Regions from separate parts of the Mus musculus genome. Here all the other regions are linked to region 1. Evidence: chromatin contacts called from public Hi-C, HiChIP or PLAC-seq and promoter capture Hi-C data. All regions are on one chromosome and are shown on one strand. Each heading gives the region's core, a stretch centred on a gene start, on an enhancer-like site or on the middle of the called end of the contact. The rest is flanking DNA. Distances are from core to core; before and after follow the strand shown. Region 1 holds the start of Elfn1 (leucine rich repeat and fibronectin type III, extracellular 1). Region 2 holds the start of Snx8 (sorting nexin 8). Region 3 holds the start of Nudt1 (nudix (nucleoside diphosphate linked moiety X)-type motif 1). Region 4 overlaps Mad1l1 (MAD1 mitotic arrest deficient 1-like 1). Region 5 overlaps Mad1l1 (MAD1 mitotic arrest deficient 1-like 1).

Region 1 (6,230 bases), core at 2,415-4,914:
CTCAATCTTCCTAGGTAGACCAGGATAGAACTCATAGAGATCCGCCTGCCTCTGCCTCCCAAGTGCTGGGATTAAAGATTTGCACAGCACACCTGGTTGAAGAATAATTTTAAAAGTAAATTCCTGTTCCTCCGTCCAACCGACACGAACTAACTAGAGAAGTAATCCCTGAACAGAGCAAACATCAGTGTCCTTTCCTGCCTGCCTTTTGTAAACAGATGCAAAACAATCATGGACTGGATAAACTGCTTTGGTCCTTGCTATTTTTCCTCCTTTAAAGAAAGTCTTGAACCTGGGCCTGCTGGCACAGGCAGGTCCGGCCAGCTACTCCAGAGAGTAAATAAGGAGGATTGCAGTCTGGGTTTCAGAGTGAGTTTGAAGCCTGCACAGCAAACTTAGTGAGACCTTGTGTTAAAATAAAAAGTAAAAAGTAGCTAAGGGAGCCCCTGCCTAGAATCCCCCAGGGAGGGGCTGGGGGCGTGGCTCAGTGGTAGAGCCCCTGCCTAGAATCCCCCAGTGAGGGGCTGGGGGCATGGCTCAGTGGTGGAGCCCCTGCCTAGAATCCCCCAGTGAGGGGCTGGGGGCGTGGCTCAGTGGAGTCCCTGCCTAGAATCCCCCACTGAAGGGCTCAGCAAACATGTTTGTCTAGCACCGTGGTTCTCAACCTGTGAGTCACGACCCCTTTGGGGATAGAATGACCTTTTCACAGTGGTCCCCTAAGACCATTGGAAAACACAGATATTTACCTTACAGTTTGTAACAGCAGCAAGATTACATTTATGAAGTAGCAACAAAAATAACTTTATGGTCAGGGATCACCAGAGCATGAGGAACTATATTAAAGGGTTGCAGCATTAGGAAGGCTGAGAACCGCTGGCTTAGCACATGCAAGGTCTTGGCTTTTGTCTTCAGCACAAGAAAATACACGGGTAAGTAAGAGGGGAGCCTCAGAGCTGGGTTCAGAGCATCCAATCTCTGTCTCCTGGCCACACAGCTCTGCTGACTGTGCTGCGAAGCATCTCAGCCCTCCCTCATCTGTGGGTATTTAGGACACTTCCAATCTGCTGTTGCCACACACAGTGCCTCAGCAAACAACCTTGCACGGAGTCATATATCACTTTTCATTCGTGACAAGCATCTAGAGGACACATTCCTAGAAGAACATGCCAGGCACAAGGGTGTGTGGCTTCTCGGAATATGGACATTCTCACAAGAGTTCCCAGAGTGTCTACTATGGCCTCAGAGTAGCTGTGAAACCTGCTACCCTTTGGGGGTGAAACATCATGTTGAGCTGTCCCTGGCATTCCTGTGGTGATGTCTCATTTGTCAAGAAACCCTTTCCCCCATTCCTTTTCTGTTAGTTATCTCTGTCCACTTTTGGTGTCCTTGTCAATTTTTTTCTTATTGGGTTGTAAGAGCTCTTTATATATGAGGAAACTGACCCTCGTGTTTCTTTTGTGGCTTTGGGCTCTTCTGGGGGTTGTGGATGGAACTGTGAAGTTCTGGGTATCAGAGGGATGGACACCAATTTTTTCTCTAGGCATTTTTATTTTTGTAGTGTGTAGAAATGCTTTTCCATATTCCAGCTTTCTGCAGAAGTAAGATCTCAGTGGATAGAAAGTTATCTCGACCTGCTGGTTGGGCCTCTGGTCAGCCTGCAGAAATCATGTGGGCAGCTCTAGCTTGGGGTCCCATGTGTGCCCAATTGGAGAGGGCCCACCCCTCTCAGACTGTTCTAGGCCCCTTCACCCTCAACTCAGGAAAGACAGCTGTCATGGCTGCATCTGGCCCAGTCTATAGGCAACCTTGTCAAGGAGGCCTGTGTATGTTGCATGTGTGTGTGTTGTGAGTAGATGTATATGCAGGAACCTTGTTTGGGAGCAAATAATAATAATAATAATAATAATAATAATAATAAAGCCAAGGGTAAGCTGGGCCTGCTGGTACATGCCTATAGTTCTGGCACTCAGGGGTCTAAAGCTAGACACTGGAGTCCCAGGCTGGCCTGAGCTACAGAGTAAGAAGACAAGAGGAGGAGGGAGAGGGGAGGCAGATGTAAAAGAGAAAAGGGGGAGGAGGTGGCAAAGAGGTAAAAGAGAGGGAGGGCTTTCTTCTCTTTGTTGGGACCCTGTCAGATAGACCCCAGGATAGACATCTTTGCCTTTCTGGAATGATGTTTGCAGTCGCACACCACTACAGAAACCCAGGTATGGACCGGGGGTTTGTGCAACCCTGGAGCAGGCTGGGGTGCCTTGGCGACTGAAGCCCTACTCTATAACTTCTTGGTAAGGTTCCTGGTTGTGGGGAGGGGGGAGGCGTGGGCGTCGGCAAAGATGTGTGTGAACTTCTGCCAGAACTTCATGTTCTTCATGAGGGTGGGCTAAGGGGTGAATTATGGGGTGTGCCCGTTAGGTGTGAACCTGCTCTGCAAACGTGTGGGTGCAACATACATAGTGTCCACCCTGGGTCATGTACACATGCCTGCTAGTGACATGGCTCAGGAGAATGGGAGAGGAAGGGAGGAATGGGGGCGGGGCGGGAGATGAGAGAACCAGGAGAAAGCTCTGGCCTCATCCCCGTGGCTCTGGCCAGGGGTTAGCTTGTGGCCTTCCCAGCTTGAGGGGTGCCTGGCTTGTTTTTTGTTTTTTGTTTTTTTGAAGGGCCCGGCAAAAGCTACCCTAAAAGCAGGCTTTGGAGCCTTCAGTCCCGGCTGGATTCTCTTGAGGTCTGAGCAAGGGTAGACCCACAGCTCTGTCCTTGACCACCATGCTCTGTGTCTAAGAATCCACCGGAAAGACGATAGAGCCTCCTCTACCCTCAGTCCCTAACTGGAATCTCACTCCTCAGGGTTCCAAAGGAAAAATGGGGCTGGGGAAAGCCTAGGATCGGCCAAGTGTGGGCTGCCTGCCGGTGCTGCAGGCTGGATCTAGTCGAGTCGCAGGACAGGCCACAGGACCCGAGCTCGGGAAGCTCCTGGTCCTCTGGCCGCGCTACTCCAAGGTTCAGGCTATTCCCATGCTGGTCCCTGGTGGTCTGGCAACCCAAGGGACAAGTCCCCGCCCCCAGCCTCTCCTCGCCCCTTACTATGTATACTTGGCTGCACTCTGCGGCTCCAGTCCCCTTCGTTGGCATTGTGTCCCGAAGCCTGGCTCTTGAGAGTGCTCCAGCTCGGAGGAGGCGTCCAAAAAGGGTTGCACCCACTCTGCCCAAAGGGGGGTCCTTCAGCTCCGCAAGCGCACGGAGGCTCGAAAGCTGTGCGCAAGGCCTTAGCCCGGCGAGGGCGCTCTTGAACTTGATTTTGATTTTCAACCCAAGGCCAAAGCTACCGCCTGGGGAAGGGGCGCGGTAGGGAATGGGATACCAGCGGGCTCAGTCAGTGTTCCTGGAACCATGGGGGTGGGGGGTGGGGGTGGGTGGGAGGGTGGACAGCCCCAGAGGGATGACTTGGATCCCCGGAAAGCACACATTAACTCCCCCCCCCCACACACACAGAGGCTAGTGGGAGGGGAATCCACTACTCGGAACCTTCCGGGAATGGGAAGGTGCCAGGCTGATCTCACGCCTCCCGGCCTCTCAGCCCAAGGGGGTGGTGACATACAATGCAGAGAGGAGGGACTGTGAAGGGGGTCGGTGACCTTAGGAGAGAGCAAGTCCCTGGTGGGAAGAGAGAATGTTGCATCTCGGAGGGCCTGACAACCTTGTACCATCTCTGATTCTCCCCTCCCCGCCGCCCGCCCCGTGAAACAATCGTCCCTGCGGGTGGAGCTGTGACACGCGCGCTTACATAGGGTCTGACTTCGGGGTCAACTTCTACATGGCTTCCTGCGGGTGCGTGTGTGTGCACAGGCGTGACTGTACGCGCGTGCACATCTCTGCCTCTCGTACCCACCTCCCATCGCCACGAAGGGTCCCAACCCCATGACACTCGGGGACTTGGGCTCCACGGCTCTTAGCTCAGTGGCCTGGGACGCGGGCAGGGGACGCAGGCAAAGCCAGGAAAAGGAGGCGAGGCTGTGTTGCGGCGTCCTGAGATGTCCCCCCGGCTCCAGCCAACTTCCCCTCAGGGAGCCTTGATCCCCTCCCGGGGCAACCTATGGACGTGCAGCGGCCCCCGCCCCTGCTCCGGTCCCCTCCCCGCGCGGCTCCCACGTCCGACCTGCCTCGCGCTCACAAAATGAACCACCGCCTCGCGTCGCCGCGGCCGCTGCCGCCGCGCCCGCTCCCGAGCTCGAGAGCCGGAGCCGCCCGGCCCCTTCGGCGTCGCCGGCGCCGCGGCCGCCCCGCCTGCCCGGCCGGTCCGGGGCTGCTCCGATCGCGCGGTCCCCGGCTCTTGACGCAGTGAGCGCCGCAGCCCGGCTCCCGCAGGCTCCTCTCCGCTCCCGGCGAGAGGCCGATCCTCAAGCCCGGCGGGCTCCGGGAGGGGCGGGCAACGCGGGAGGGGGAGGAGGTCTGTCTGGAGCCAGCAAGAACCCCGAGGAGGAAGAGGAGGAGGAAGCAGGGGCAGCCGCCGCCGCCGCCGCCACCGCCACCGCGGCGCTCCGGGGACTTCGGCGCGCGTGCTCTGCTAGCCGGTGATCGAGCCTTCAACCCTGGGGGCCACAACCCCGTTCAGGTAGGAAGGGGTGTGCAGCGAGTGGTGGTCCCCTCTGCCGCAGACGTGGGGTCCACAGGTCCCCGCCCCTGGAGGGGGAGGGGCAGGAAGGATACGCTCTCGCCGGCTTCCCGGGTGGCGCGGGAGTCCCCAACGGCTCCCGCAGCCCTGGTTGCCCCTATCGCCTCAGTCCCCCTCGCCGTGTCCTGGCCGTCCGCACCTGGACCGAGTCCCCTCTTCACCCGGGGGGTTTCAGATGCAGCGCGTTTAGTCTGAGGCTCCAGGGCGCCCTCCACTCAGCCGCCTTCCCAAAACCCGAAGTTCTCGATCGCCGATCTCTGGCTGGACAAACTTCCCTCCCGACTCCGCCGATCGGAGCGCCTGGGCTTGGGTCCCCTGCCCCCACCTCGGATTAGGAAGCACCACCGAGGACCCGAAACTTTGCTGAGCGTGCTGCCTAGGCCGTGGTGGGGTCGGTCTGCTGTAGGGTGCATGGGACGGCCTTAGTGCCCCAAGTTGGCCCAGAAGCTGCCCCCCCCCAGTCCGAATACCTCCACTCGTAGTTCAAAGAGGAGAAAAAGTGGGTGGTGGGACCTCGCCTTCGTTCTGCACACTGGTCTCCAGGCGCTGGAGCCGTGGGGAGGGTAATGTAAGACCCGCACCCCCACCCCAGCCGGGTGCCGGGGCTCTGTCCAGCTCCCTGGAAGGAACTGGCTTCTAGTTATTAACAGGCGCCTTTGACAAGAGCCTGTAGGGACTGGGAAAACCACTGGCTGCGAGGTGCTTCCAGACCCCAGCCAGAGACTGACCCTCCTCAGTTTTCATGGGTCCCATTCCGTCGCCTGCCCTCCCCTTTTCTTCTACTCATTCCCCTCAGACTTTGAGGTGTCACCTCCCACTCCCCTAACTTTTTCTCTTCCCAGATAAGCCTGCTCTGAACTGTGACTACCTGGGGTCATGAGCCCAGGTCGATGTCTCAACATCCAAACATCCTTTCTGCACCCCCATCCCACCCCCATACACACAAGGGGATGGGAGTGAAATCTCCCGGGCCAGCCTGCTAGGCATGAACGGGATCATCCCCAGCCAGTTTCGAGTCCTTGCGACCCATCGCCCACGCATGACACATTCACCAGCAGCTGCCTAGGGGCTGTGGTGAGCAGACAAGCTCTCTCTATGGAGAGCTTGCGAAGATCCCAGAAGGGTTTGGAGGTGAAGTGCTCTGTTCCCTGTGAGGGAAGAAGCCAGTGTCTTCTTGCCCCACCCCCCAGTGTCTCCTTCCTACACCCTGAGGTATCTGGAGGATTCCGTGCCCTCTCTCCACCTCACCCCAAGGCTCAGGTCAGAGTCTGAGTGGTCACTAGTATTTGGGGAACAGGGGGAGTTGGGCACTTCTTCCTGTCTGGGATAGAAGGTTGCAGAAGCCACTCTCCGAACAGCTGGGAGAATCTTTGTCCCAAGGGTGCTGGGGCCCCGCCCCCTTCGGGTTCTTTGCTTCCGAGCCCGCTTCAGCAACCTCAGAGTGTGGAGAGCTGAGGTGGCGCATCTTTTCCGCTTCTCTGGGTCTGGGGAGAGCAGGGGGCGTGGAACACAGTGATGGGTCCCTGACAGATGTCCTCGCGTGGCGGCGCCGGCGTCT
Region 2 (6,230 bases), core at 2,342-4,841, 480 kb after region 1:
AGTGTCTCACAAATGTCCATAAGGCTAGCTCCAAAAATCTGACACCCTTTTCTGGCCTCCAAGTATGCACAGGCAGACACATACGTCTGTGCACACACACACATAAAATCTGTTTGCTAGTTAGTTTGTTTGTTTAAGGCAGGATTTCTGGGCTGGAGAGATGGCTCAGCAGTTAAGAGCATGGGCTGCTCTTCCAGAGGTCCTGAGTTCAATTCTCAGCAACCACATGGTGGCTTACAACCATCTGTAATGGGATCTGATGCACTCTTCTGGTGTGTCTGAAGACAGCAACAGTGTACTCAAATAAATAAATTTTTGGGAGCTGGAGAGATGGCTCAGTGGTTAAGAGCACTGACTGCTCTTCCAGAGGTAATGAGTTTAATTCCCAGCACCCACATGACACCCTCTTCTGGTATGTCTGAAGACAGCAATGGTGTATACATTAAAAAAAAAAAAAAAAAAAAAAAAGACAGGGTTTCTCTGTGTAGCCCTGGCTGTCCTAGGACTCATTCTGTAGACCGGGCTGGCCTGGAACTCAGAGATCTGCCTGCCTCTGCCTCCCAAGTGCTGGGATTAAAGGCAGGGGTCACTACCACCCAACCAATAAATCTTTAAAACAAAAATAAGGTGACGAGCCATTGAGGAAGAGACTCAATCAAACCAGAGACTGAGTCACACCAGGAAGGAGGTAAAGGAACTGAAATTCATTACTAATCAAGATAATGGATATTAAAACAAAATTAAATGTTCTTAACTCTCTCCATCCGTCCCATTTGAGAATCAAACATAGGACACCCAAGCAGGTCCCTTTGCTGGCTGAGCCATGGCACCAGCCTTCCATCAGTCAAAGACAGCAAGTGTGCAAATCCTAGAAGCCAGCAATTCCACTCCTAGGATATCTTCTTGTGATGAACGCGACATAAGACCCCAAAGATGTCTGCATCCTAGTCCCAGAAAAGGTGATGTTCTTACTTTCACTCAGCAAAAGGAATTAGAATTACAGTGAAATTCGAGGCTGTTCTGAAGTGAACATAAGAACACAAATCTTCATTTTCTGGGTGCCTCCCCTATTCACAGGGGTCCTTAAAAGTGGAAGCAGACAAAAAAGAGCCAGGCAACTTGAAAGAGACATGGAAACCGTCAGCCTAGGGTTGCTGGCTTAGGTAGATGCTATCTACCGTCTGAACAGGGAGGCCAGCCTGTGAATGCTCCATCACGGACTATGGAGGCTGTGACACTTTGTTTTCGGCAAGTGTAACTTGCTCTGGACCACTGACCTCTGCTCACACAAGGTGCAGCCATGTGTGATAGCATGTACCTACAATCTCAGCATCCAGAAGACAAGATACGGAGAACAGGAGGACTATGGGTTTGAGGCCAACCTGAGTTACATAGCAGACACTGTCTCAAAAATAAACAAATAAGGCTGATTGTGGTGGCACATGCCTTTAATCCCTGCAGTCAGGAGACAGAGGCTGACCTCTATGAGCTCAAGACCAGGCAGGTCAGCACACTAAGTTCAGTTCTCCTGAGGACCAATCTCCTGCAGCGTATACACGGTTCACCTTTCGAATAATGGATCTGTGTGCTGAAAACCACAATGAGCCCATTTTCCTCCCAGCAGTTCCAAACCGCTACAAACACAAACACTACTTTACGCATGACTACTACCGGCAGCTCTGAAGGGGTAGCCAAAGTGGAAATCTGCTATGTACCCATAAGTCACACTAGTTAATCCTTTGAGATGTCAAAAATCAGCCAACTGTGAAGGTGGAGGCTACTAGGCAAAAGGTGAGGAGGAAGAGGAGGAGGAGGAAGAGGAAGAGGAGGAGGAAGAGGATGAGGAAGAGGAAGAGGAAGTGAAGTGAAAATCAACCTGTGAAAGTTCGCTGCCTGAGCTCTTTACCTCTGAAAGCAAAGCCATCCTCGGGACCAGGTGAGAGGGCTCAGTGGCTACCTGCATTCACACACACAAGCCCACCCACCTCAAGCTCCATCCCTAGAACTCAAGGAACAGTGGAAGAGAGAAGTGACTCCACAAAGCTGTCCTCTGACTGCCATCCCTGTGCCATGCCACACTGTTCTCAAGAACATCACACACACAAGAATACGTTTTCCCAAGAGTGATTCCCAAAGGTGTTTTGACTCTAGTCCATCCAGCCAAAGGCTCCACCAAGACACACTCCAACTAAGTTTCTTGCAGAAGGAAGAAAATCTCCTTCGCCACATCACCAGCTTGGTGCCAAGTTTCATACATACAGAAGGAAGTGACAGGTTGAAAAACCCATTTTCCTACTTACGTGGCTACTGGGATGGCCTGTCAATCGTGAAGGACTACATGGCTGTGACTAACACACAAGTCACACCACTGCCCAAGATCTGTCAAAAATCTAGACGAAATCCTTCCTAACGTCAGCCATTAGCTGAGTTCTCTAGGAAGTAATATGGAAGATCCCAAATTTGCCAAGAGAGCTCTAACCCATCACCACTGCTACAAGCCACAAGGAATTGCTTTATGAGTCAGGCAGGGGCTCAGAGCACAGGCTCCAGAGCTCTTGCAGAGGACAGGAGTCTGGGTCCCAGCAGCTCTACTGAGTGGCTAACAGGCAGGTGAAACTTTGGCCTCTCGGGAATCTAACACATCTGTCCTCCAAGGGCGCGCGCGCACACACACACACACACACACACACACACACACACACACATACATATACACAGTTAGAAATATTTTTTTAAAAAAGCATTCTTAAAAGGCATAAGTAGCTCTGGATCAGTCTCCCTTTCTCAAGGCGCCCAGGTATAGGGACTTAAGTGGTGGCTCAAACATACAACCTCAAAAATACAATGTTTTACCCAACAAGACCCAAAGACTGTTGACCAACTCCGAGGGGAGTTTCACCTTCTCTCCATTCTTCAGAGGCGTTCATTGACATCCTCCTCCCTCCCCTGGGGTTAAAAGTACTACCCTAAACCCTTCGTCCCAAGAGAAGAACCTGTCTTTCCACCAATGCTCTAGATGGCCATACTCAGCGACACTTGGCCAGACCTGGCTGGCACACACCAGGCCCAGCTCCACCCTTGCGCCTCTGGCCACATGGATGCGTCCCCACAGTCCACAAAGCCGGGGACCCCAGGAAAAAGAGTCTGATACCAAAGACACATCCCTTTCCCTGGACATGGTCACACATGAATATAAACCACTCTCTAGACCACGTCTCCAAAGTGGGGTCAGAAAAGACCCAGGTGCAACTCCACACGGCCGCTCGCTAACGGAGGGCTGAAGAGCAGCGTCCCAGGGAGCAGCGGGAAGAGGCTGGCCCCAAGAATGTCCACCCCCCCACCCCGGCCAGGCGAGGTGTGGCACTGACAGGTGGTCCCCGAGTGTGAAGCACTTGGCTCTCCGCACAGGGCCATCGGGCCGCGTGCCCTACCTGTCGCCGGCGGATCCGCCTCCTCGTCAGCCTCCGCCTCAGCAGCTGCAGCGACTGCCGGCGAGGGCAGCGGGTCCATCGCGCGGCCAGTCATGTGAGCCCGCTCGCCCACGTGACTTCCTCCCGCGCCCGCCCGGCCAGCCCCGCCCACGCCAGCTCTTGTCCGGCGTGGCCACGCCCATGCCAACCTCGCCACGCCCCTCCGCTCACCCCAAGCAGTAAGACCACGCCCCTACCCACGAGCCACGCCCCAACCACGTGGCCGCGGCCGGGGCAGCGTTCAGCAGCTCTGGTCCAAGACTGAGTGCTAGCGCGAGTACCGCCCCAGCTGCTTAGTGCCACCTCCCTCCAGTGCGCACCCACCTCCCCGCTCTTAGCCAGCAGCTGTTACTCATCTTCTTGCCCACCCTCTGACCCACGCTGCCATTCATTTTTGCATTCGCTTGCCCACTCACACATGCTCTGTGAATTCCGGGGCAGCCCCTGTGAAAGGTGCTACGGACATTAGAACAGTGTTCTAGTACCTTCTGGGATTTGGAGCGTGAAACATGGCTAGAGAGTAGGTCTTCTGACTATAATAGGTCTCTGAAGATTACTGATGAGGAACAACATTCCATAATTGTTTGCAGATAACCAGGCCATTCTCCTTTCTGTTGGGGATTGAGCCCATAGGCTCCCACATGCTGAGCTGGCCCTCTACCACTGTGCTATGTATCACCAGCCCTTTATTATTTATTTGTATATTGTTGGAGATAGGGTCTCAATATATAACCCTGGCTGTCCTGGAACTCACTATGGCTAGCCTCAAACTCAAAGATCTGCCTGCCTCTCTCTCCTGAGTGCTGGGATTGAAGATGCACACCAGGACGTTGAGCTTTATGTATTTATTTTGACTCGGGGTCTAGTTAGCCAGGCTAGCCTTGAACTCACTCTGTAGCTAAGGCAGAACATCCTCCTGCCTCAGCCTCCCTAGGAGCTAAGTTGAACATACATACCTCCAGGCCTGGCCCTCTGACTGACAGAGGGAAGCAAGGATGTAAGAGCACACAGGAGCAGTGTCTGACCCGGGGCTGAATATGAGGACTGAGTCTAGAACTGCAGGAGGAGGAAGAGGAGGAGGAGGAGGAGGAAGAAGAAGAGGAGGAGGAAGAGAGAGAAGAAGAAGAAGAAGAAGAAGAAGAAGAAGAAGAAGAAGAAGAAGGAGGAGGAGGAGGAGGAGGAGGAGGAGGAGGAGGAGGAAGAGGAGGAGGAGGAGAACAAGAAGAAGAAGAAGAAGAAGAAGAAGAAGAAGAAGAAGAAGAAGAAGAAGAAAGGAAAAAGAAAGAAGGAGAAAAAGAAAAAAGAAAGGCAACCTAAACTGCATATAGATACATTATCTCAAGTAAAGGAAAAGCAAAAAAATATCTGGGAGAAGAAGAGGGTTATTAATAAGACTCCATCAGAACAGTTGGGTGTGGTGGCGCACACCTTTAATCCCAGCACTCGGGAGGCAGAGGCAGGTGGATTTCTGAGTTTGAGGCCAGCCTGGTCTACAAAGTGAGTTCCAGGACAGCCAGGGCTACAGAGAAACCCTGTCTCGACTCCATCAGGGAAGGCCTTTCTTATTTCACAGTAAAGACCTCGCCTCTCCAGATATTGATGTCTAATGATTTCCATGGAGTGGACTGAAGGCTCCAAGGTTGGAGCCCTAGGATGCCTCTCAGTCTCCCTGCTGGTGCCTCTAAAGTTTTTAAAGCCCTAAGCTTGGCTGTAGCTGCGTCTAGTTCCCTTTATTTTCCAGGACTACAATCTATTGTGTAGAAGTGTAACAGAGCCCCAGATCTTAGCTCCATCATGGAAGGAGTATCCAGGCTATAAAACTCAGCACAAAACACCACCTGCCAAAAATGAAGACCTGATCCATCAAAGCCCATAGTTCTGGGAAAGTGCTAAGCTTGCTTTTCAGCTTCTGTAGTTCTGCTTCTGGCTAACTGTCCTTGTTAACCGAAATATGTCAACCCAGACATATTTGGTTTTCATGCTTAAAAGCTCACCCTAAGAGAGGTTCAGTGTGACACTGGGATCCCGTCAGTGTAATCCCCAGTGGGCTAATACTTTCTATTGGCTTAAGCCTAAGCCAGAGCAGTCTTCTCTGGCAAACACCCCACAGCAAAAGTGGTTCAAAAGTTTGGGTAGAGCTGGGTGTGATGGCGAACGCCTTTAATCCCAGCACTCAGGAGGCAGAGGCAGGCGGATTTCTGAGTTTGAGACCAGCCTGGTCTACAAAGTGAGTTCCAGGACAGCCAGGTCTATACAGAGAAACCCTGTCTCGAAAAACAAAAACAAAAGAATTAAGGTTTTTGTATGTTTTGGAAAACAAGGTCTCTTATAGTCCAGGCTGATCTCAAACTCTCTATGTAATTGAGGATGACCTTAAACTCATGTGAGTGAGTGAGTGTGTGTGTGTGTGTGTGTGTGTGTGTGTAGAGTTTGGAGGACAACCCCTAAGATTTATTCCCCCTCAGGAGCCATCCATCTTGGACATGTAGGCTGTCTGGCCAGCAAGCTCCAAGGATGAGCCTGTCTTCTCTGAAACTACAACTCCCACCATACTTAGCTTTTTCCTGCAGGATTGATATCTTCATGCCTGCATAGCAAACAGTTTCCTGGCTGAGCTTTCTGCCCAGCTCCTTGAATAGTTCTGTTCCTCCTGTCTCCAACTGCTTTGTGCTGACAGTACAGGCATGGACCGCCACTCACAGTTTTGTAAGGAGATGGATGGAAGGATGGATGGATGGATGGATGGATGGATGGATGGAT
Region 3 (6,230 bases), core at 1,987-4,486, 420 kb after region 1:
AGAATCACATCTGCTCTCCTGCTGGGAAGCAGTTCTAGAATCTTCTGGAAAGTTCTGGGGTCAGTCACATCAGCAGGGCATAGAAAAGTTGCTCCCGCCAAAGGGAATATGTGAAGGAGATCGACCCCAAGCACAAAGCCCACAGGAGAGCTGGAATCTAAGGAAGTAACACAATGTGTTATTAAACCATGAATCTCCCTACCAAAAAACAAGTCACAAAAGGCAGTCAGGCACCCATGCATGTATGTGCGCAAAAGACCTTTGGTATGAAGGCACATGAGTTAGATGTAATAATGGCACAGGCTATAACCTCAGCACTTTGGGAGCCTGAGGCGGGAGGACTGTCACAAGTTCAAGGCTAGTTTGAGCTACCAAGTGAGATCTCGTCTCTCAAAGTTGAAAAATAAGTAAATAAATAAAGACACGTAGTAGAGTGTAGGGTGTCCTCTACTCCCCCTGGCATAGCTGGGGAAGTTGAGACCTAGAAAGGAAATGGCCTTGCCATCGTGGAGAGTGACAAGCCGAGGTGAACCGCAGCCAAGGTGCTGAATCCCACTTCACTGTCAGTTCACTACCCCAGGCTCCCCTCCCACAGAAGGACTCTTCTTCCAAATGATTTTTTATTTTATTTAGTATGCGTTGGTTCTAAAATGGGAATCTTAGTAGGTAGCCCAGGCTAGCCCAAAACATAATAAGTTCCTGACTTAACCCAGTGAGTACCTGAGGTTACAGGTGGGCACCACCATACCCAGCTCCCAACAATCCTTTTTGGTTTTTAATGTTTGTTTGCTTTTTATTCCTTGAGACAATCTCACTATATAGCCCAGGCTAGCCTCAAATTCAGAGAACTGATGCCTCTGCCTCTAAAGGGCTAGAACCATGTGAGACCATGCTCTACTGTTTTGTCTTCCAGATGTATTATTTATTTACATATGTGTGAATGTGCACTCAAGTGCAGGTACCTGCCCAGTTCAAGGCCTGGATGTGAAATCACGGAGGCTAGGGGCTGCCTGATGTGGGTGCTGGGAACTGAACTTGAGTCCTCTCTGAGAGCCAAGCCCTTCATTTTTGGCTCTTGGTTCTTTGAGAACTGTGTGACTCAGGCCTGGGATTCCTGGTTCTCCTGTCTCTACCACCAGAGGGCTAGGGTCACAGGTATAGCCACCACAGCTGGGCAATGTCACAGATGCAGCTGTTTTTTCGCTTTTTCTCTTTCCTATTTGGGCACCATTTCACACACACACACACACACACACACACACACACACACACAGTACACAGCCTATCACATTCCCAGAGTAAGGAATCCAGTGGCCCCAGTGGGACCTCCAAGAGCTCCTAGGCTTCAGGGACACATTAGTAGTCCTGTCCCCAAACCCTGCTGTCTTGGAGTTTCTACTGCTGTGATGAAACACCATAACCAAAAATCCAGTTGGAGAAGAAGGGGGTTACGTGACTTACACATCCATATCACTGTCACTGAAAGAAGCCAGAACAGGAACTCAATCAAGGCTGGAGCCTGGAGGCAGGAGCTGCTGATGCACAGGCCATGGAGGGTGCTGCTGACTGGCCCGCTCCCCTGGCTCGCACAGCCTGCCTGCTCCCCTGGCTCGAAGAGCCTGCTTTCTTACAGGGCCCAGACCCCCAGCCCAGGTGGAAACCTTTTCCTACTCACAGTGTCTGGTTATGGTGCTTATGACAGCAACAGAAAGCAAAGGAAGCCATTATTGTTTAGTTTTCTGGGGCTTTTTGTTTTGTTTAGAGAAAGGGACATAGTGCGAACCCAGGCTGTCCGCCAACTCCTGTGGTTTTCTTCTTTGTTCTTTTTTAAACATTTTGCTTATTTAATCATGTATGTGAGAGGGTATATAAGCAAGTGAGCACACGCCACGGCACATTTGTGGAGTCCACACAGCAACTTTCTGGTGTCAATTCTCCCGTCCACAGTGTAAATCCTGGGGCGAGAACTCAAGCTTGTCAGCCTTACCGGCATGCACCATTCAACCACCAAGCCAGTGGGTCACAGCCCAGAGTGAGAACCACTGCTGACTAACCCATCTTCATAGCATCACCACCACCCTGTGCTCCCTTCCCAACCCCCTACCTCTGCCCTTTTTTTTTTCTCTAGTACAGACATACCATGTAGCTGGGATGACCCTGAACTTCTAATCCTGCCTCCACCTCGTAGGCCTGCGGGGCCTGACTTTACTTAGCAGCTGTGTCCTGTACCCAGCCTGTGTCGTATTTCTGTAACTCTCATCTCTAAACCTACTTAGAAAGAGCCTCAAACAATGTCTCTAGGTAAGAGCTGCTCACTAGCAGTAGTCAGAGGAGCTGGGAGTCCAGCAGGTCCCACCTGCGCCTGTGGCATTGACGCGCTGCACTGCCACCTGACTCCAGGCTCCCGGAGCTGCCCCGCAGTCCAGCACCCGGAGACCGGGCCTCAGGATCTGATGCTTCTCATTCATCTCCAGGAGTTTGAAGGCACTGCGGCAGCGGTAACTCTCCACCTTTGCGGCCTTCACAAACGGATCCTTTAGATGCCGCGTGAGCCACAGGTGCTCAGCGCCGGTCCGGCCCCTGTAGTGACACACTGCTGTGTGTAACCTCCGAACCTTAAGGGGAACGCCTACCAGCTTCAGATGCCTGAAATGACGAAAAAAGAGTTAGCGGGTGGGCATTACACAGAGAGGCAAGAAAGTCTTGGTTCAACCTTTTTGTTTCTGCATATGTATGTGCGATATGCATGCACGCATGTGTATTAGCATGTATGTGCACATGTGTCTGCCTGTGTATGGGGGTCCAAAGTAGAGAAGGGACGTCCCCTTCGCTTGCTCTCTACCTTATGTATTGATGTAAGGTCGCCAACCTGCCAGTCTATCTCGCCAGCTTTCTCCAGGGACCCCTTTTCTCTGCCTCCCCAGCACTGGGGTTACATTTGGTCAGCACACATGTCCAGTATTTTGTAGGCTCTGGGGATCCGAACCCCAATCCTCCCGAATGCACAGCTTTATCCACGGAGCCCATACACCTATTTCTATGTTGCAAGCCTCACTCACTCACGTCTGTACATGAATAAACATCGTACACCCGTGTCCCGCTCCCCGGGACGGAGGTCGCCAGCACCCCTCTGCAACACAATTCACTGAGCTCCCTACTACTGTCATCCACTCCGTTCCTGTATGCAAAGACGTCCTTTTAGCGCAGGCAGACGCCGTAACTCACTCACCCGGCCATTGCTGCTTGCTGGTGGTTTCCTCCCGCCGCCGGAAGTCCCGCCCTCGCTTCCAACGCGAGGCTCCGCCCCGGGAAACTTTGGCTGGGGCGCGAAGGTATGGATGGTCCCGGGCGAATGAGATCTGGGTGCGGGAGAGACGCTGGAGGTCGGGAGTGGGGTGCCAGGGAAAATCTGGGGAGAGAAGGGGTAGAAGGACTAGAGAGCAGCTTCAAACCCACCAGGAAAACTGGGGTACTGGGCAGGCCTGAGGTCGGGAAGACCAGGGAAACTACAGAGAGTAGGGAGCAGAAATGAGAGGGAGAGGGGACCTGGGCGGTAAGCTGATGCATGGGCAGTTTGCAGCCTGTCTGTACCGGCCATAGCCCCTGGGAGGGGAGGCTAGGGAACGGCATTTGCAGAGTGCCCCCTGCAGGCAGGTTCTGGGCTCTGCACTCCATGTGCATTGTCTCCAACACCTGCAACACTTGACCTCAATTCAGACCAAAGGTTGTCCAAAGTTCCCTGACACACATCCGATTTACCACCTATCACAGCTACCAGGACACCCTTGTTTGCTTCTAGGCTCTGCCATTTGACCTCGGAGCACTAGTTTTCGCCTCAGAAACGAAGAAAGTAAGTCTTAAACTCTGTTCTTAGTCTTTTTTTTTTTTTTTTTACTTTTTTTATTAGGTATTTTCCTCATTTACATTTCCAATGCTATCCCAAAAGTCCCTCATACCCTCCCCCCCACTCCCCTACCCACCCACTCCCATTTCCATTGCAAAGGGAAACAGTATGGGGACTCTGTTTGAAGCAATGCCAATCAACAGAGCCATAGCCACACCCATTCTACCTGATTCCAATCTATGTCCTCACTGCTCATTTCACTGAGACAAGGAGCTGAGCACGCTGGTGCACGCCTGTCATTCTACACTCAGGTGGTTGAGCGGGAAGATTGTGAGTTTAAGTCCAGAATGGAGAACATGGCACAACTCTGTCTCGTTTAAAATCCTTGCAAAACAAATCACTCATCTGTATGGAATGTGAGGACATTTGTCATCACTCCCTACATGAAAACAATTTACATAGTTTGCATGTAAAGTGGGCCGGAGGATGTCTGTAAGTTACAGGCAAATATGCCATTTCAAAGAAGTGATTTCATCATACTTTAATCCCAGTATCCATGGAAGGGTAAGGTATCCTGGTATCTGTGGATATGAAAGATATCCTGTGGATATCCTGTGGCTATGAAAGACAGCTGTATACAGCCGGTGCTTAATAAGAGATGGCTGACTTTGCTGAGTCAGGAAGCCAGAGGCTCAGGCACAGGCAAGTCAGAACACAGGCCAATGCTAAGCCCACTTCTTCTCCTGACTTACCTCAGCACCAGGCCTAAGCTTCCGGGTCCCTTTTCTTTCCCTTTCTTCTTATTCTGTTTTTAAATTTTAACTTATATTGTGCACATATAGGGTTGTTGGATTTTTTTATTCGAGAACGTATAGGGTTTTAAAAATATTTATTTTGGGGGGCTGGTGAGATGGCTCAGCGGTTAGGAGCGCTGACTGCTCTTCCAAAGGTCCTGAGTTCAAATCCCAGCAACCACATGGTGGCTCACAACCATCCGTAATGAGATCTGATGCCCTCTTCTGGAGTGTCTGAAGACAGCTACAGTGTATATAATAAACAAACAAACAAACAAATAAATATTTTAAAAAACCATCCAGAGGTGGTGTATAGCTTTTAAAAAATATTTATTTTTTATGTTCATTGATGCTTTGCCTCCATGTATGTTTGTGTAGGGGGCCATATCCCCAGGAGCTAGAATTACAGACAATTGCAAGCCACCATGTGGTTGCTGGGAATTGAACTTGGTGCCCCTGGAGGAGCAGCCAGTGCTCTTAACCACTGAGCAGCCATCTCTCCAGCTGGAATACAGGAGTTTTGTTAACATTTATACTATATGTGTGCCTGGTACCCAAAGACGCCAGAAGAGGGCATCAGAACAGAGTTAGACAGTCGTGAGCCACCATGTGGATGCTAGAAATGGAACCACAGTCCTCTGCAAGAGCAGCTAGTCCTCCTAACCACTGCCATCTCTCCAGCCCTTGTTCAAGTTCCTTTTCTTATACACTGCAGCCTCTTAGGAGGGTCCCAGTTTCTGTATACTGCCTTAGCCAGTTGAGGCCTAGGAAACAATAAAATAAGACGCTTTGTCTGGGGGCTGGAGAGATGGCTCAGTACTGGGAGTATGGCTCAGTAGTAGAGCCCCTGCCTAGAATCCCCCAGTGAGGGGCTGGGGTATGGCTCAATGGGAGAGCATTAGCCTAGCATGCTCAAGGCTTTGAGTTCTTTCCCCAGCACTGTAAATACATACATACATACATACTTATATACATGCATAAAAATATAAATGAAAAGGGGACCTCAAAGGCACATTTGTACATGCCCTGCTAAGCCACAGGGTGTATATCCTGTGACTGTGTATTTAGCAGGTCATACCATCCACCTCTCCCAGAATGTATCTCCCTCCCACCTGGCCACAACAGAACTCATATGATGCATACTCTAACAGACTACAGACCAATCAAACCACATTTTCCCATCCTCTTAACAGGACCCAGGAGAGCATGAGCACCTCCAGGCTTTATACCCTTGTGCTAGTGCTACAGCCTCAGCGAGTTCTCCTGGGCATGAAGAAGAGGGGCTTTGGTGCTGGCCGCTGGAATGGCTTCGGGGGCAAGGTGCAGGAAGGAGAGACCATTGAGGATGGGGCTAAGAGGTGAGAAGAAGGGAAGTCTGACCACAGAGCCAGCCTAGCTGGGGATGAAGCCCAAGAGAGTAGGAAATATACCCTTAAGACTGACCGATGCTATGTAGACCATGCTGGCCTTGAACTCGCGGAGATCTACTTGCCTTTACTTCTAGAGGGCTGGGATTAAAGGCCTAGGCCAGCATACCTGGCTTTTAAATTTTCTTTAAGGGTCTGGGTTTTTTTTTTTTTTTAATATGCATT
Region 4 (6,230 bases), core at 2,553-5,052, 340 kb after region 1:
GGCCCTGCTGGCTAGCTTAGAACTCACTATGTAGACCAGGCTGGCCTCAATCTCACTAAGATTTGTCCACTTTTGCCTCCTGAGTGCTGGGATTAAGGGTGTATACCACCATGCCTGGCATGCATATTTTATTTATTTAAACCTACATACATGCATACATACATACACACACATATATATGTGTGTGTGTGTATATATATATATACACATATATATATATATATGAATAATCTTAATTTTAAAAAAAAGATAAACCCTGATGCAAGTCTCAATTATAAATACTTTGTCTTCAGTGACTGCTATGCTGGGTTCCTGAAACCAGATGCCAAACAGCACTGACACGGGACCAAGGGTTGCAAGCTGAATGTGCCCACCACTTCTCTGCTGCAACTCAAGTGCACTGGTAAAGAGGGAAAGGCAACTAGTCTGGGCCTTGATGAAGCCTCAGCTGTCTCCCCGACGGTCTCCTTAAGCAGCTAGGTGGGAACCTGTGGGACCGGCAAGTGTGAAGGAAGCATTGCTGGGAAGGGGACCCCCAAGTTTACCCTTCCCAGCCTTCCCACTGATCCTCTGTTTATCCTTCCACATCACAGGGAACTCCTTTCTGATAGGGATCACAGCTCTACTGCACGCCACCTCCATCTCATGCTGGCTCATGAATGAGCAGTGCTTGATAGCACGAGGGCCAGTGCCATATTTCCCAGTCTCAGGAACACCAACACTCTATAAAAAACTGTGTCTATTGGCCCAGGTTTTAAGAACTGTCAGGAATGGAGGTCTCATAACCCAGAGAAAGCCTTGACTGATCTGGCTTGAAAAAGTACTGCCCAATGGGACACTGTGAGACAGAGATAACAGACAGGCCCGTGTTCAGACCCAGATGGCCACAGGGACTGGCTGGAAGACAAGGAGTGTGCCATCTAAGGGTCATGAATCTCCACAGGCCCTTTATGAGCCACAGCTCCCATTCTCCCCAGCTACACAGCTGGCCCTAGAGACCCCTCAGAGGCATATGACAGATGCCCTGATATGGAGCATACTCATTCCAGCCTCAAACCAAGGGCACTAACAGCCAAGCAAAGACTGGCCTTGAGCTGGGAGTGCTTAGAACTGGGACCCTGAGCCACAGGACAACCCTCTTCCAGGCTCATGGGTCTGTAACCAAGGCTGGAAAGCAAGAGAGCTGCCCAGCCCTAAACCCAGCAAGCACTTCTGCCCTCATCAAGAATGGCTGCCTCCCTTGGTTTTGGCCCTGAGAACTGCAGTGCACTCACATCAAGCCAGCCAGATAGGCCAGGCCAGAGTTAGGGTCTCTATACAAAGGACCTAGTTAGTAGCAGCTCAGGTAACAGTAACCTGGCCAATGCCACCTTCCAGTCATTGACAAAGGGAGGCATCTCTCACTGCCCTCTGGTGACAGGCAAAGTGATGCCACTCCAAAGGAGTCCCAAGGAATGGCCACAGTATGCCTGCATTCCAGTCATGACTAGGCTGCTAAGCGGTTCAGGTGAGGCCTGCAGCTGCTGGCAGGGGAAGGGTGTCAAATGCTCAGCGGTTCCCAGGGGCTACAGCCTCAGCAGAGACTCCTAAAGCTATGTGGAATGCAGATGGCACTACTCAGTTGCTCTTTCCTACACACTGTTTTCTGCACATCTGCTTTCTACTACTGATACAATCATGTCTATTGCTGTCTCCTTGGGCTTCCCAGACACCATGGTCTACAAGAAGGCCTCACTGAGTTGACCAAACATGATGTCATGCTTAGGAAAGGGATGTAAAGGACAGAGACAAGAAATTATGCGTATTAAGTCTGCCTCTGTCAAAGTGATGTCAAATTCTTAAGAGTCCCTAAAGGCTCTTCCAGCCAAGTATTTACTGTTCAAACCTTAGAGCCCTGCACTGATCCGCTGCCTCGTGCTAGCCAGCCACTGACCAGAAGAGCACAGCCACACCTCTATGGATCTCTGGAACCTACCCAATGCCTACTCAACTTGCCCCCCACCCCAGCCAAGGCTAGTCCACTAAATTTCCTTCCTTGGCTCCTCCACTCTCTCCGTCTACAGTGCTCTCCAATGGGCTTCCTACAGACAGACATCCCAGAAGCAAAGGCTCAGACAGCTCCAGATGTAAAACTGGCAGTCCTACTAGGTCTGTCTGGCCCATGACCCTTATAGGACTATGGAGGGAGAAGGGAGTGGTTGCTTCTTGTCTCTATAGAAAAGGAAAGTGCAAAGACACTGGTCCTTCAAATCCCTATTCACCAGCTGCAGAACAAGGAGTACCTGAGGCCAAGGCAGGGACACGTAATGACAACGGCATCTCTAACTCTGCCACTTCTAAAACGACAAGCTTTATCTGTCTTAATTTTTCTTCCAAAAAAAAGGGGGGGGGCAGGAGGATGTGGGAACAGGAGACTTGAGTTTGGATCACTGAAACCCTCCAAAAAGCCAGGGGCAATAGTGGATGTCTGTAACTCCAGCGCTGGGAAGGAAGAGACAGGACACTGGAGAAGCTTGTCTACCTAAATCAGTGAGCTCCAGGTTCAAGCAAAAGACATTGTCTCAGAAAGTGAGGGTAATGGAAGAAGACACCCTTGGCCTTCATGTACACACATATACACACATGTACACATACATACAAATGAATGAGGGGAAAAATGGGGATGGTGTCTTCAGGACTCTATCAGGAAGTAAGGGTCACATCAGAGGGATCCAGAGTATGACAAGAAAAGGACATGGCTGTGGGCATGCTGTGAGCCATGCTGTGTATTGTATGCTGTATGCTGGACACGGGCTGGGCAGAATTGAGAGAGGACCATGGGACAGGGCAGCTCCCATGGCAACAGAGCTAAGCACTCAGAAAGTGATTGCATTGGGGTAGATGGGGGTGACGTTTTCTCTGGTGCTTGAATAAAAGAGGGAGTTTCACATTTTATCCACTTCTACATTCCTTAACAATAAGAGCTTATTTAAAAACCCATGAATATGTAAATACCATTTTAAATATGGATATGCAAGACATACAGAGCAACAGTCCGTGTGGGTGAGAAATGTTAACCGCAGCTCCCCTAGTTGAAGAGCCAGCACAAGCAGACTAAGAGGGCCGGGTCTGGAACGCTGGCCCTCCCCAACTCCATGACTGGGTGGTTGGGGCTGGGTAGGCCTGGAGCACAGCAACCTGGCCCTTGAAGAAGGAGTATGCACATCTTCCCACCACACACAGGGCCTATCATCAAGGGGCCTTTCACCCTCACAGCTGTGTATCTCCACAAATTCAGTAAAGGACCCAAGCCTTGCTCTGTATCCCAGGATGCACTGGCCATCCTTTTGGGGATGTGGGTACCCAGACTTGGTCTCAAGGCAAAGCAGTAGAAGAGAGGCAGCCTGAAACAGGAATGTCTTAAACAGAGCCAAAGCCAAGCTAGGGTTGGGGCTTATATCACTACACACACACATACATTCTCTCTCTCTCTCTCTCTCTCTCTCTCTCTCTCTCTCTCTGTCTCTCCCCCCCCCTGTCTCCCCCTCCCTCCCTCCCTCCCTCCTGGACTCACCAGCCCACCCCAGCAAAGAATGGGAAGGTAAAGATTATACAGCTCAAGAGCAGAAGTGAGCTCCAGGTAGGCACCTATGACAGATGCCCACCCATCTCAAGGTCTTTCCAGCCTCTCTTTATCTCTCCACTCTCTCTCCTACTAACTGGTCACAAAATTTATAGACTTGGTTTGGATGCCTCCACTGGGGAGGCTATGGAAGGAAGCTTTGAGGAGTGAGCAGATAGGGCTCGAAATGCTGCAGGCACCATCTCATGTCCAAAGCTGGGCACTGCAGCCAGCTGCCAAAGCCTTCTGAAGCTGCCCTATGCTCAGAGCATAAACCTGGCCCGGCTCAAGCACAGACAGCTCTTGACAGTGCTATTGGGTTCTGTTCCTGGAAGGAAGGAAACACACACAGGCAAGAAGAGGGGGGTATCTTAAAGGGGGTGGGGATCAGGCTCGGACAGAGAGGCTAGGAATTCCCAGCTATGGTGGGCACTGTGGGAGCCTCCAGTTAAACTTGCCTGCCTTCATGTCCCCTTCAGAACACAGTGTGATAAGGGGACTGTATAAGCAGGAATAGTATCAGAGATCAGCCCACTGGGTCCCTAAACCTCAATAGCAGCACTCTGGGCCTGTTCTATGGAACCTGAACTTACCAGATGGAAGGTGACAACCTGTACACAGGAACTAACAAAACACTGCTACACAGCCATGCTCAAAGCCTTTGTCTGATAGGGATATCAGAGGAAGAGATGGTAAGTAGGAGCCATTACTTGGTAGGTAAACTGTCTTGAGCTTGGACTAGCCCATTAGTCAAATACCACAATGCCTAGTGCATTCTGCAGTCTGGGATATAACAAGACCAGATCAATTTGGTGTGGGCAGCCTGCATAGCCATGCCCAGGTTACTATGTGAGTGGTTCTGGGAGGCAGGCTCAGTGTTGACCCACAGTTGACATAAAAGTTAAAGAGAGCCGGGCGTGGTGGCGCACGCCTTTAATCCCAGCACTCGGGAGGCAGAGGCAGGTGGATTTCTGAGTTCCAGGCCAGCCTGGTCTACAGAGTGAGTTCCAGGACAGCCAGGGCTACACAGAGAAATCCTGTCTCAAAAAAAAAAAAAAAAAAAAAAAAAGTTAAAGAGAATCAGGATAGAGGGATTCCCTGCTGAGCCACTCCAGCTTCCAAAGAAAGGCCACAGAGCCCACTGTCACAAGGAAGGGAAAGGTAGATGTGTGGGTAGGAGGTAAACGTGCATAGAGTCAGACATCCTCAGACGACCATGAGTCCTAGCCAGGCACTCCTGGGTCTGCAGGTGGCTAAGAGCAGCATACTCCTTGCAGGACAGCCATGAGCTCTATGTCACTAGTGCTGCAGAAGGCACGAGAAAAGTGCTCAGACTCAGGTAGCCACTCTCCACATTCCAAGGCAAATTTTAAGCTGCTTAATACCAGTTCTGGTATTACAGGATCTAAACAAAACATCTTAGCATCTGCTAAGAAATGTTCCCTCAACAACTTTTATAGCCGGTGGAATGCATACAGCTTACACAAGTTCCATGCTTCTGTATCTCCACACCTGTCCCTGTCCACACAAGTACACGCACCCCACATGCATGGGCACTCATCATGCATAGTTATATGTTGCCCCCTCACCTGCCTCCATTGCACCCTGCGTCTCTGCAGACGGCCCAGGGTGACACCATTGCTGCCCAACACTGCCACTGCCAGACCTGTGCCGAGGCCCAGTGCACACAAAGCCCTACCAGAATGGAACTCTGCCTCTTCCCACTTGGCACAGCCTCAGGTCTGGCACAGAATGCCTCCCATGTACCACATGAGAGGAAACTGGGGACAGCTTATTGCTTAGGCTCTGAACAGAAATGAGGGTGTGGCCTCCAATCAAATGCTATACTTATAATGCTAAGCCATTCAGCTACCCTAGGCTGAAGCAGGTAGGCTGGGGGTGGCTGAGAGCTGACAGATGCTACGTACACTACTGGTGCCAAATTGCAGACCAGCCAAAGGCAATGCAAGGCACTAAGTCCCCAGCTCTGCTGCTGCCACACTTGGTAAAAACAGGGACCCAAAGTGACAGAATAGAGGACAGCAGGGAAGGGAGACAAAGATGAGCTTACAAGCCACAGACAACACCACAAGTCCCTAAGAAGCCAGAGCCATCACAACACCCCATTCTCAAGCTGATGGGAACTTTATTTACTCAGTAAATACCTCTTGGGAATGAACTAGATACCGGGCACACAGTCACCATAGCAGCCATTACCATACATACCACAGCAACTGTGACTACTCACAAACAGCCCTGAAGAACAGGCCTGCTAGCTATGCGGTGGTGGCGCATGCCTTTAATCTCATCACTTGAGAGGCAGAGGCAGGTGGATCTCTGTGAGTTCAAGACCAACCTGGTCTACAAAATGAGTTCCAGGACATCGAGGGCTACATAAAGAAACCCTGTCTTGAATCCCTGCCCCCAAAAGAGACAGGCCTGCTGATACTCTCTCATAAAAAGGAAAGGATCATTAAATCCTGAGACCCCAGTCCCTCCCTCCTGTCCTCGACCCCCTTTCCCACCTGCCTGTAATTCTGTCCCTGCTGCTCATGGTCTCAGAGGTACTGGAGGCATGCGGAAGTGTCTGCAGTGTCAAGTGCCGTAGCAACTCCAGCTATGCAGCTAT
Region 5 (6,230 bases), core at 2,340-4,839, 290 kb after region 1:
ATCAAGTGACCTCTGCAGCTGCCATCTAACTGAGATGGGACTGACCACCAAGGGCCCAGCAACCCACCTCTTTCCAGGCCTGCTTTCTAGAATGTGTGTCCCTAGTGACTGCTACCCTGGGGACCTTGGATGACCAAATAGGGGAAGTGGAAGGTTTTCTTTCATTAAAAAAATAAAAATAAAATCTTGCTTACATTCTATAAATATGATTCTGCAACTATGGTATAGAATATTAGTGCATACTGGAAATAGCATGCCTCAAATAGGAAAATGGTTTGTGTTCACCCAGTGCCAGAAGCCAATTTTCAATTGCTTAAAATAGTCATGATATTTTACCAAGGTAATTATACTCTTAGCTATCAGTAACAATTAACTCCTTAGACTGGAGCTGCTTAATAAAAGTCTCGAGACAAAATTGCGCATGCCAAGCACTGAACTGGAATGTGAAGCAGGCAGAGGCCCTTGGAGGGGATGCCAAGAAAGAGCAGCACAGCTGGTTCCAGGCTGTGCAGATGGGTGTTGGACAGGACCCACATCATCCCCTCAGGAGGCTGGGCTGGAGGTGCACAGAGGCAAGGTCAGGCAGAAGTGAGCAGACCTAGAGATTGAGGTCTAACAGCAACTTCCATTGAGACAGTGAAGACGGGACACTCCCCCACTACAGTAAGCCAGGCTGGAGTCCAAGATACCCCCCAGCCAGGTGTTTAACGGGTAGGTAACACAGAGGACATTATACCATGCCTGTGAAATCAGGCAACACCCTTGGTGCCTCACCAGACGAGCCTAATGAATAGTTTCATCATTCTGGCTGGCTAGCAAGTCAAATCCCTACATCCCAGACCCAGGGCTGGGAAGGCAATGGGTATTGATCCATTGAATCTCTCAGAGGGACAGCTAGTATAGATAATCAGTCAGTGTCGGGCAATCAATAGCTACCTTCCCACTGACTCAGAGTGAGGCCAAGAGTGCAGCATGGGTCAGGGTGAGGCCACTGTGGACAGAGAGCCGTTGGGAGTTCCATGTTCAGGGAGGAGAGTGGAAATTTCCTGACTTGGGAGCACCAGGTGGAAATGTCAAGGACAGAGGTGCCCACATAACACACTAGGCACAAGCCTCACAGCATCTGTTCGGGGAACCATGGGAGCTCAACAAAGGTCACAGTGCATCAGCACCATTGACAGCAATCCTGTCACCCAAGCCTGAAACCAAGCCTAAAGAGCCACCAAGTTCACAGCAGCTCTGGTGATAATACAGCAGCTACAGCAGCCACAGCAGCCACGGGACAAACATAGCCAACAAAAAATGTCCCAACCACATGGGCATACACATATGGAAATGTTATGGAACCCAGTCGACAAGAAACACCCAGAGCATGTGGGTGTACATATGTGGGCACACTACAGACACATACCCAGATCAGATCATTGATTTCTCCACAAAGTAGATGAGACAGCTGTGGCCCCTAGAGCACTTTCTCCAAGGAGCCAGGAAAGGGTACAGAAGTCCAGAGGCTGGAAGCAGGACAGTGGAAGCAAGACAGGCTGGCTAGAAGCAGGAAAAGGGCAGGTGCTAACTCCATGTCCCCCACCCATACACAGGCAGCTTCGCCTCCTGGGCCTGCACTGCAGAGCCTCCTTGGGCTTCAGACGGCTGGTGTGCTAATGCCTCAGCAGTGCTTGGAGCAGCAGGACTATCCCTCTGAGCAACGGTTCTGAGGTCACAGGGAGCAGTTCCATTCTCAGCACCGACCTCTCTCTCTTCATCACACAGTAAGTCAAGGGACACAAGCACTTCGCCCACTAAGGACGTCTCTCAAGTAGATCCCCTTCCCACCACACTCTGCTTTCCCATGGCCAACTGTCTCCTCACACCACACAGGAATATCCTGCACTAGCACTACAGTGAGCTGCCCATGGGCCCGCAGACCAGGACATCCGCCACCTCCTGCCCCGCATGCACCTGCAATGTTGGCATCAACAGCAGCTCTGTGACAGCCTTCTTCCCTGAACCATATCTCTGTGGGGATGGGGACAGCTCTCTTCACTGCTCCGGTAAACAGTAAATCCTCTGGGTCTTTGCTTAAGTCTCACCTCCGACAGCTCCTCCCGTGTCAGTGCGCACAGCAGTGTTTGTCTTTGTCAGGGCTGGTTGAGTGTATGGCTGAGCGCTCTGCTCTTGTCCACTGCACTGTCAAGTCTGAGGGCCATGACCACATATTCCCATCACATAGGCTTAACACTGACAGGCGCTGGGCAGGAAAATAACTATGCCAATACGCTGAGCATCTTCTAGGCCAAGGTGTAAGGCTGGAACTAAGCTGCTATGAGAAGACAATCTAGCCACTTCTTTTCCTGGGCTACCTTCAGGGACCCTGAAGGCTGAAAAGAGGGCCCAGCCCTGCCCCAGCCCTGGGAAGAAGTGTGTGAGGCCAACACAAATGCTAGATCTTCATGTACCTGGGGACAGATGCAGCTGGTCCTTTCTTAGGTTCTCAAAGTCCATGAGATACACATCACTGTGAGGACCCACACCATTAGTTCTGTACACAGGTGGCCATCCTTACATCATGCTGGGATGAAACCCACTCCTGCTTCCTCTGCTCATGCTAGCAGCACAGGGCAAGAAGGCTGGCCACCACTAAGAAGACCAGCTTACAGGAAACACTCCCTTGAGGTGCTGCACCAGTCCAGGTCAAGACATGCAGAGAAAGTGAGTCTGGGAGACTGGTTTTGGTCTTGTGCTTTGAGAGAGTCAAGGTACAGAGCCCAGACTGGTCTTCAATTCACCACCCCCCTTCCTGCCTCAGTCTCCTAAAATATGGTTGTATACTTTAGCTCCGGGCTCTGGATGGCTCCTTCTGCCATTCGAAAGTGTGTTCTCAAGTGTGGACCTAGAGCACACAGCCTAACTGAACTGTTCTGCTGCAGCCTGCAGCTAGGAAGAGCCAGCACTGGGCCCGGCCTGGGGTCCAGGGTAGGTGGGATACCCACTGGAGACGTAAAGCTATGGACCACAGGCAAGCACATGCAGCTTCACAGAGGTCTGCAGAAAGATGAGCAACCAGAGAGGAAAGGCCAGGCGGTATGGGCATGGCTGTGTGGGCATGGGTGAGCTCAGTCACACTGGGTGAACTGTACCTTGGTCAGCAATGCATTGCGCTTCTGGAGCCTTCGGGCAAGTGCCTCATGTGTCTCCCTCTTTTTCCGCTCCTCCAGCAGCTGTGCATTGGCCTGCCGGACCTCATCCTGGAGCTGCTGCTGGACCTTCTCCAGACCCCGGGCACTGCAGGGAAGGGAAGATGGTAGATCCATGAGGCCTGGCATGACCATCCCCCATAACTAAGGCCACACTCCCCACTGTGTATCCCATAGGGGCATCCTAAAATAGAGCTGCACGTGCAAATACCTCGTCCGTTTCCTCGCTCCTGAATAGCTACTTAGTGCCTTTCAGGAGGTTCTGGATTTCAAAGACACCCAGGGTGATCCCAGAACACGGTGCGAGGGGGAGGGAAGCGCAACTCCACACACAATGGGAAAGATTGTCAGCCACAGGCGCTTCAAGACGGCACTTCTGAATGAGCTAAATTGCCAGCGCAAGCACTTCCCATGTGAGTCACAGTCTGCACAGATGTGCAGCACAGGGCGGGTGTGGAGAACAGCCCCCGCAGCAAGCACTGGGCCTGCAGAGTTTCTGAAGGAGAAAGTCCTGGCTCACACTGGGTACTAGGCCTGCCATGTGATAACAGATGTCAGAACATACCCAGACAATGGCATCTGACCTCCTCTACTTTCCCTTTCCCTATTTATACATGTATGGATGTGTTTTTGCAGTATAAAGGATTAAAGCCAAAGCCTCAGGCATACTAATCAAGACCTCTGTCACTGAGCAGGGAGGGCTGTCAGCCTCTCTCTGGAGATTCTAGGCAGGGACTCTCCCACTGAACCACGCCCCCAGCCCCTCACCTGCTAGGCAGGTGCTCTACCACTGAGCCACACTCCCAGACCCTCACTGGAACAGTCTTAAATAAGTGCTCTGCCACTAAGCTACATTCCAAGCCCTCTTCTTATTTTATACTTTAAGACAGGATCTCACTAAGCCTCCAGAGCTGAACCTGAGCTTTTAATCTCCTATTTGAGTATTCCCCCAAAATACAGGGTTACAGGTTGTGCCACCAAGCCTGGCTTCCCTTTACAATATCTGCTTTCCTACTGCGTCCCTGTGGCCTCTTTGGTTTGGCTACTTCCTTCCCTATGACATTCCAACAACTTCACAATTTAATCAATTGTCTCTGCCAACATCAGAGGCCCAGACCTCTGGACTAAGGCTTCTAAGGGCCACTGGTCACTCCCAGGCTGAGCAAAGACCATCAGAAAGTACCCTTGCTACCACCCCTCTAGTCCCACAGTGACAGCCCTCTAGGCCCAGTGCAGCCTCTGTTGTCACTGGTCTTACAGAGAACCTGGCAAAGCACAAAAAGCAAGGGCAAGGATCTCATCAAATACCCACAGGGTGCCCTGTCACACGTGCACTGGGCCATAGCAGCAGAAAGAAACAGGTCAGATGATAGGAGCAGCGGGGGAAGGGCCGACCAACCCCCCAACCAAGATGGCCACTGCAGGAGCACAGAGTGTGCACTGTCAGTCACAGACCTCTTCCCAGAGGAGATGCCAAAAGCTCTCGCAAACCGAGGCATGGGGCTAGGGAGACAGTTCAGTGGATAAAGCATTTGCCTTTCAAACATGTACATCTGAGTTTGGATCCTCAGCTGGATCACAGATCAATAAGCTGGGCATGGCAGGACATACCTGTAAGCCCAGTGATGTTAAGAAAGATATGAAGCAGAGATAGGCAGACAGATCCTGCAAACTTGTTGGCCAGCTCTCTAGACTACTTGATTATGTCTCAGGCCAATCATGCACAGACAGACAGACAGACAGGCAGGCAGGCAGACACAGACACACACACACACACACACAAGCAGGGCATCAGGCAAAGTAACCATGACCAGAACACTGAAGCTACTTTGAAAATGTACAATCTGGGGCGGGGCCTGCAAGAGACACCTGCAGCTCAGATTACTTCTGCATCCAATTATTTTTGTTTGCTTTGATTACACAATTTCAAGAAAATCTGAATTCACAAGGGTGGCAGATAACACTTTTGTCAGGCAGACACCCCTGCAAATATGTCTATTTCACATCTGAGTGAATACAGGGTTTTGTAAATTATAACTCAGTAAAATCATTTAAACAGCTAAAGTGTAATTTGAAAGTGAATGAGAGTCAAACATTTATGATGCTTCAGCAGGGGACTGCGATACTCCTAGTCCTGTGAAGTGTCACAGGGAACCCTGCTCTGGCCACCAGCATGACCACAGAAAACAGAGCCAACCTTGTGACATCAGGGACAGTGGTGGGCTTCAATCCTGTAATCTCAGGGTGTCTTGCACTGTCCCTTGGCCCCACTGAGAAGCAGCTGACTGCCAGTTGCACCCTAGGTGCATCACAACCCCAAATATCAGGCAAGAGCAAATATTCACGGGAAACAGACATAGAAAGTGGCTATTTTGAGTTCCAGTTCAATTGAAAACTATTCATAGACCAATTTAATAATCAAGAACTGTGAAATCGACTCTTGAATCGTTGAATTCAGGTGGGGAGGTTCACAAGCACCTTAAATCACTGCTCCAAAGTGGGTAATTTAATTAGAATGGCAGCATTTGCTCTGCTACTTACGAACCAAGTACAGAGAGACAGACATGGCAAGGCAGCTTCTCAGGTGACACATACACGCAGGGTGGGATTGGGGGTTTGGGATCACTCAGATAAACTGTCCTCAGCAGGGAGTTCAGGAGAGCCTTGCAGGAAGACTGCCAAACCCAAGAGTGGAATTTAGAGGCAGCATTCCCCTTACCCTATCCACCTGGCCCAGATGCAAACAAGCCCAAGGCCATGCCATAACAGCCACTTTGCTGGGATACTGAAGACCAGGGCTCAGCGGAACAGAACCAGGCAGCAAGACTGGATAGCAGGAAATCACCACTTGGCCTAAGCCAGCTACCCAACCTTCACTCTGAAGCTAGGCTCTGCTACCTAAGGAAGGCAGTGCCACAGGTACACAGGCCAGCCTTGCACCTAGGTAACAATGTGGAATGCTACACATACGGCAGACGGAGGGAGATGCTTGTGCTATGGCACCACAGGAGAGGGTGGAGTCTTAAGGGTATCTAG

What was found. Promoter capture Hi-C pulls out the DNA fragments that hold promoters and counts their contacts. Hi-C and Micro-C count contacts between places; a contact is called where the count stands out from the background. HiChIP or PLAC-seq counts read pairs in DNA pulled down with a chosen protein or histone mark.
Region 2: a contact with region 1 is called in a promoter capture Hi-C map of stem cell-derived epiblast-like cells, with 6 times the contacts expected there. The contact joins the promoter of Snx8 here to the promoter of Elfn1 in region 1. A contact is called at or near these places in 20 of 39 promoter capture datasets (the 3T3-L1 cell line, 3T3-L1-derived adipocytes, the C10 cell line and 13 more), 4 of 484 Hi-C or Micro-C datasets (embryonic stem cells, forebrain, myocytes and 1 more), 11 of 115 datasets of contacts at active chromatin or transcription factors (the 230-238 cell line, SST interneurons, embryonic basal ganglia and 6 more) and 1 of 9 other capture datasets (embryonic stem cells).
Region 3: an H3K4me3 HiChIP or PLAC-seq map of forebrain shows a contact between it and region 1, with 9 times the contacts expected there. The contact joins the promoter of Nudt1 here to the promoter of Elfn1 in region 1. A contact is called at or near these places in 15 of 39 promoter capture datasets (the 3T3-L1 cell line, the C10 cell line, the HPC-7 cell line and 11 more), 2 of 15 datasets of contacts at CTCF or cohesin (the NIH/3T3 cell line and large pre-B cells), 4 of 484 Hi-C or Micro-C datasets (the HL-1 cell line, cortical neurons and embryonic stem cells), 33 of 115 datasets of contacts at active chromatin or transcription factors (the 230-238 cell line, the NIH/3T3 cell line, VIP interneurons and 18 more) and 4 of 9 other capture datasets (adipose tissue, embryonic stem cells, liver and 1 more).
Region 4: a Hi-C map of cerebral cortex shows a contact between it and region 1, with 2.7 times the contacts expected there. The contact joins the enhancer-like site here to the promoter of Elfn1 in region 1. A contact is called at or near these places in 14 of 39 promoter capture datasets (the 3T3-L1 cell line, 3T3-L1-derived adipocytes, the C10 cell line and 10 more), 5 of 484 Hi-C or Micro-C datasets (cerebral cortex, cortical neurons and nephron progenitors), 10 of 115 datasets of contacts at active chromatin or transcription factors (the 230-238 cell line, craniofacial prominence, embryonic basal ganglia and 6 more) and 1 of 9 other capture datasets (embryonic stem cells).
Region 5: an H3K4me3 HiChIP or PLAC-seq map of forebrain shows a contact between it and region 1, with 6 times the contacts expected there. The contact joins the enhancer-like site here to the promoter of Elfn1 in region 1. A contact is called at or near these places in 7 of 39 promoter capture datasets (the 3T3-L1 cell line, hippocampal neurons, liver and 2 more), 9 of 484 Hi-C or Micro-C datasets (the N1E-115 cell line, bone marrow-derived macrophages, cerebral cortex and 5 more), 18 of 115 datasets of contacts at active chromatin or transcription factors (CD4 single positive thymocytes, SST interneurons, VIP interneurons and 14 more) and 1 of 9 other capture datasets (embryonic stem cells).

The regions. Positions count from the first base shown.
Region 1 is chr5:139,904,202-139,910,431 of GRCm38.p6, forward strand. Elfn1 (leucine rich repeat and fibronectin type III, extracellular 1) reads left to right here and starts at 3,665. Exons shown (of 2, transcript NM_001384186.1): 1 at 3,665-4,612.
Region 2 is chr5:140,385,717-140,391,946 of GRCm38.p6, forward strand. Snx8 (sorting nexin 8) reads right to left here and starts at 3,592. Exons shown (of 11, transcript NM_172277.3): 1 at 3,432-3,592. The coding sequence starts at 3,525.
Region 3 is chr5:140,328,624-140,334,853 of GRCm38.p6, forward strand. Nudt1 (nudix (nucleoside diphosphate linked moiety X)-type motif 1) reads left to right here and starts at 3,237. Exons shown (of 5, transcript NM_008637.2): 1 at 3,237-3,332; 2 at 3,800-3,850; 3 at 5,832-5,996. The coding sequence starts at 5,845. It overlaps Mrm2 (mitochondrial rRNA methyltransferase 2), which reads right to left and starts at 3,275. Exons shown (of 3, transcript NM_026510.1): 1 at 3,230-3,275; 2 at 2,357-2,646; 3 at 1-157. The coding sequence starts at 3,237.
Region 4 is chr5:140,246,764-140,252,993 of GRCm38.p6, forward strand. The region is part of intron 10 of Mad1l1 (MAD1 mitotic arrest deficient 1-like 1); the gene reads right to left. Among named protein-coding and RNA genes, the nearest start is that of Gm16120, 42 kb to the left of the region's middle. Within about 2 kb of position 3,803, at least 23 of the 459 cell types and tissues checked have an H3K27ac peak or open chromatin away from gene starts, as enhancers often do. A contact at or near this core is called in cerebral cortex and cortical neurons, where this site is marked.
Region 5 is chr5:140,190,777-140,197,006 of GRCm38.p6, forward strand. Mad1l1 (MAD1 mitotic arrest deficient 1-like 1) reads right to left here. Exons shown (of 18, transcript NM_010752.3): 11 at 3,138-3,282. Among named protein-coding and RNA genes, the nearest start is that of Gm16120, 14 kb to the right of the region's middle. Within about 2 kb of position 3,590, at least 47 of the 459 cell types and tissues checked have an H3K27ac peak or open chromatin away from gene starts, as enhancers often do. A contact at or near this core is called in the N1E-115 cell line, VIP interneurons, cerebral cortex and 4 more, where this site is marked.